Linked DNA regions of Zea mays: region 2 is linked to region 1. The links are chromatin contacts, called in public Hi-C maps. All regions are on one chromosome and are shown on one strand. The core of a region is the stretch at or near the end of the contact, and the rest is flanking DNA. Distances in the headings are between cores, read along the strand shown. Region 1 holds the start of LOC100284321. Region 2 holds the start of LOC100381640.

The links. A called contact is a pair of places that touch in the nucleus more often than the background predicts.
Region 2: a contact with region 1 is called in a Hi-C map of ear, with 2.3 times the contacts expected there. The contact joins the promoter of LOC100381640 here to the promoter of LOC100284321 in region 1. A contact is called at or near these places in 9 of 25 Hi-C or Micro-C datasets (ear, endosperm, leaf and 2 more) and 1 of 3 datasets of contacts at active chromatin or transcription factors (leaf).

The regions. Positions count from the first base shown.
Region 1 is chr9:133,686,028-133,688,727 of Zm-B73-REFERENCE-NAM-5.0, forward strand. It overlaps LOC100284321, which reads right to left and starts at 1,400. Exons shown (of 10, transcript NM_001157216.2): 1 at 785-1,400; 2 at 610-703. The coding sequence starts at 933.
Region 2 is chr9:133,917,876-133,920,575 of Zm-B73-REFERENCE-NAM-5.0, forward strand. It overlaps LOC100381640, which reads left to right and starts at 1,320. Exons shown (of 6, transcript NM_001174455.1): 1 at 1,320-1,521; 2 at 1,602-1,658; 3 at 1,881-2,034. The coding sequence starts at 1,408.

The DNA.
Region 1 (2,700 bases), core at 150-2,649:
TAGGGCCATGGCCCCTCCACGTTTTTGCAAATCTATAAATGATGCTACAGTGTCTTAGTATATTTTGCTAATGAAGATTTAGATCCCCCCCCCCCCCCCCGACATTCCCTAAACCATGTATATTCTAACCTAAGATTCGCCACTGCTTTCACTTAGCACAAGCACAAAGCCTTTATTAATTTCATAGAATCCGAAGAACATAAACCACTCCCTTAATCAGCAGCTTTTGGTTGCATGTTTACTGTATAGCAGGTTTACCAAATGTAGGATATTTATAATAATGGGCAACCAAATAAGAAACCCAAGCCCTAACATACTTGATCGTCCACATTCTGGTCCTTGAAAAAACTCCTCGTTTGCAGAGTCAAGTAGTCAACCGAGCATTGGAGCTACCAACCGAGAACCCACCATCAATCCCCTAGCTATCGATCAATGCCGCTATCTCAAGCAACAACTAACAGCCATTCAGCATCAAGCGGTATTCCAATACTCAAAACAGACAACTTAACCTTCCATCACAACTACATCATATTTCGACATAAACAGTTATCCCCAACATTGATAATTCAAGACACGTTGGCAATTCAAGTACGGATGAATGGCATGTACCTGCAATATCGGGTTGGGTCGGTCGCAGCAGTATCCCTCGACACCGAGGACGAGATCCCTAGCCCCAGTGCCGCACACAGACTGCACAAACCGCCTGCAGGAACAATTCCCTCACTCACTAAGCAGGAGCAGGAGTGAAAGGAAGGATAGGGGGAAGGGAGGCGCTAGAACGTACAGGAGGTAGTGGTAGGCCCCAAAGGTGAGGAAGTGGTTGATGCTCTGGATGAAGGTGCCCTCGAAGATGGGCCATTGCCCGCAGAGGAACGACACCACCACCAGCGCCGTCACTGACCCGTGCACCAGCAGCAGCCACGGCACCTCCATCCCGGCAGGGATCCCCACGCCTTTGCCGGGGGACCGCTGCCGCCGCCGGCAAATCTGATCGATCCAGTCAAAGGAAAACCGCAGCCGGACGGAGAAAACAAACAAGCAACCTCCTCTGTTTAGCCGCCAACCTGGTCGATCCAGTCAAACGCGCTTCACGCCACCGCTGCGGGTGGGTCCCCCTGCACCTGACTCGCCTCGCTAGACACTTCTTCGCCGCCGGCCCGCTCGACAGACCCTTGACTTGCCGCCGCTCGACTGACTGCTAGTGCTAGGGTTAGGGTTGGGAAGGAGGCGTGCCGACGAGGACTGGAGCAAGGCGTGGAGGATCGTGCGCGGCGGCGAGTGGCTCAAACGCTGGTCGTAGCGGCGCCGATGGGGGAGAACGAGTAGGGTGTTCGGGAGGAGAAATTTGTATTTTTGACACCCTAAATAACTGGCTTTGCACAATTGACATTCTAATTTCTAAAGATTAAATTCGTAAATCTGACACGCACTTTTTAATAGTTTTTTTATTTTCCCATTTTCTGAGATATGGAAGGAATAAATATAATATACCATTTCTCGTATTTAACGTACTAATAAAGCCACCGCTGCGGCAAATTGAGAATGTGGTACTCTTTTAATAAGTGAAAGAGCACATCTGCGGCAAATTTATAAACAAGAAAGGATATATTAGTCCTTTTATATTTTAGAAAATAGAAAAAAGAAAAGAAAACTATTAAAAGATAAAATGACAAATAAATCAAAGTGACAATGATGTGGGTATCAAATTTACGAAATTAATTTTAGAGTGTCAATTGTGCAAAATCACTTACTTAAGGTGTCAAAAATACAAATTCCTCATTAGAGAATGGAGACACTTCAATTGTCGGACTGGGCTTTTATCTAGGGACTAGGTAAGTGTCCGTGTTTTGCCACGATGTTTAAAAGTTAACGATAAACATCACTATGATATGCACGGCTATCTTCCTAGGTCCTAGCACACGAGCGCAATGGCGTCCACCACCACCATCTTCCTCGTTGTCTTCCTGCTCATTGCAGCGTCCGCAACACGACGTGGTCCTGCTCACCTCGCGAGCTGCACGCGCTGCTGAACATGAAGCATGTGCTACCCAACTACTGCGCGTGGGACCACTTTTGGTGCAACGACGTCGGGCCAGCGTGTAAACATCGTCTTCATTGACGGCGCGGACGACGTGCATGGCCAGATCCCGTCCACGATGGGCGGGCTCACGGAGCTCATGTCGCTAACCCTATGACCGCATCTATCCCAAATCCATTTTCATCATTGTACACCATTATGTGAGGTTAGAGAATTATTCCTTTTTGTTTAAGAAAGATCATGTATATGATGAAACCAGTACCTAGACGAAAGAAGGCAAATATATTAGATGTAATTGCACAATGTCATGAAAGTAGGATATGTGAACCCAGGATATCTTAACCCTGGATTAAAAATGTTGAATATGATACTTTACATGTTCTGGTAAATCAAACACACATTTATGTATTTTTAGATTATGAAGAAACTTTGAAATGTTTGATCTCTGTTCATGCACATACTTTTGGTTGGTACCTTCTCTAGTTATGTGCTCATGTGTTACGACGTCATCCAAATTATTCAATAAATGTTAGTGCACAAAGATTACATGAAAACGAACAACATATATATCATCAACCCCAATATCTCACAAATTTACACTAATAACATGAAATGTGTGCGCAATTCAAATAATGATAATTTGTTTTCTAACATGCTTGTTT
Region 2 (2,700 bases), core at 70-2,569, 230 kb after region 1:
TCTTAGCTAAATTTAGAGTTTTATGAGGACTCTAAAAAATAGATAATTTCTTAAACGATGAGATAAACCAACAGACTCTTTAAATATTGTTTATAAATATTCAAAACACCTCTCAATTGACGTGAATAAGATACACGTGTTTATATTAAAATATAAATCTACAGTTCACATGTCTCTCTTTTTACTGCTGGCATGAGAAATTTTTTTGTCCATGAATCGTGATATCGATCAACTTTTAGAAAGTGCTAGCATATGAGCTAGAAATTGGAATGCTAGTAAAACAAACAAACAGGAGGAGCAAGCATTTACACTTTTGCTGATACGCTTGCATTGTCGACATTGGCCAAGAAAATTAATCGATGTGCTCTTCCCCTGTATTGCGGTTAATCCCCTCCCAGCCTGGGTATGTCATATCTACCAACACACGCGAGGACGGCGAGGCTTGGGAGCGGCGAGAGGACGACGAGAACGGCAGGCGATGGAATGGTGCTACAGGCGTCAAGGGCTCAAGAGGGGTGACGGTAGGAGGGAATGGCTAGGCGGACAGACTCGGCAAAAATACCTAACAATCTGGATGGGATGGTGAGCAGGATACAATAGCGAGCAAGAAAGAGAGTCCGTTGGATCGGATTTTAATCCTAATTTTTCTGTTTTTGCGTATACTAATCTATTTAGCTAGGTTTTTGGAGTTGCTCTAACACTTACTCTTTAGACTAACTCCAGCTGATCTCGAGCGCGGACGCGAAAAAGCACCAGGCCGATGGGGAGGAGCGCGTCGCGGAAACAGACACGAGTTCCTCGCGTAAAGAGGAGAAGAAGAGAGAGGATACGTTGGTTTGACCGTTTGAGGGGAGAGGAAGGGGATGCCTTTTTTTCCAACCGCATCATCCGGTTTCTGATGGACGCCCTATAGTGACGCTCGCCACGAAAAAAACCCATCCGTGACGCTTTTCGCGTCCCGCTGAACTCAGCTATACCAATTTTTTAACTACCCATCGTCTCAAGCTAGTCGAGAGTACGGTGAAAGTTTTTTTTTAAAATAAAATATTTTAACAATTTCATCCGGCTAGATCGGTCCATGAACACGCGGATACCATATGCCTGGATATGTGATTATCCCGAATGAACAAAATTGCAGCCTAAATCGAATCGAAGCGAACCACGGAACCAGGCCAAATTCTTGTTCGGTTGCGCTTGCGCGGATCCCTCCAATCCTCATCAATGCACCCTTGGGCTCATAATTGAACACATTACAATATTGAGGACCTATCCATAAAACTCACGGCCCTACTGGTTCGAGGCTGACTAGCACTCGTCACCGTTCCGAGACCAGCGCCAGACGCAGACGGCCCCGAACGCCGGCGGCGGAGCATCAGGTCGTCGACCTCCGAGCATCGACCCGCCGCGATGGAGAAGGGAAAGGGCCTCGCTCGCCGCTGGGCGGTGGAGCTCCCCGACGCCTCCTCCTCCTCCCCCGCCGTCCCCGACCCGCCCGGCTTCACCAGATCCGCGCCCGACGCGGTAACCCCTACTCCTCCCCGTTCGTCCCTTCGCTGTTTTGCTCTGTGTCCCGCAATTCACGTGCCTGCTCTGGATCGCAGGACGACGCCGCTGGAGCGCGCCAGCGCAAGGACTCCGAGGCTGCATGGAAGGCGCAGGTTCGTTCGTTCGGTAGCCTATTCGTGCTTGGTCTAGTAGATCCAGGCCGCCGTCAGCGCGACCTACAGGCTATGATAGGATAACCATGTCGTACAGTTTTGCAAGAGCTAGATTAGATCTTGATGACTTTGCCGTCCTCAGTGATTATCTAGGGTTAGCATCTACGTAGTTCTAGGCTTTGAAATTGCTGTCTAACTGTGTGTGCTCCCTGATGTGAACAGAAAGCTTGGGAAGTTGCGCAGGCTCCGTTCAAGAACCTGATGATGATGGGATTTATGATGTGGATGGCAGGGAGCACTGTCCACCTCTTCAGCATCGGAATTACCTTCTCTGCTCTGTGGCAACCCCTCAACGCTCTCCGATCTGTTGGGAAAGGTACTGCTTAGCAACTGGTATATATACTAACATTTAAACCCATAACTACTAATTTAGCTTAGCCGAGGTACAAAGGCTAGGAAGTTTACTTCCAATGAGCACTCAATGTTCCATGGACTGCCATGTAACTTCTGATCTAACTAGGTGAGTACCCGTGCGTTGCAACGGGAACATATAATAACATAATAACTTATATATAAAATGTGTCTTATATTGTTATAAAAAAATATTTCATAATCCATTTGTAATCCTAGCCATACATAAATTTTGTTATTTTAATTTAGCTGTTTTAATACTGCATTGCAACCATCAGTATCATGCAGACTTCGATATATTTGTATGGTCTCATCATTGAAGAGCACATGTCACACCTGTCGGTAGAAGTTCCCTCATAAATTGTCAGTCATCAAGTAAGCACCACCATACACGCTTGCTTAAACAAAAAAATGCAAGTGTATGTGTTTGCGAAGAGAATTAAAGGCAAGCCGACACAAAAGCTACCCCGACGATGGCGAGTGGTCATTGTTGTCGATCCTCCTCTGCGTCACTTCTGGTGCCAAGATGACGCCATAGTCCTTGATATAGTAGTCATCGAACGCGCACGACATGGCGAGTACCGATGACTCTTGGTTAGGTTGTCAAACAAAGTGCACCCCGGGCTCATCA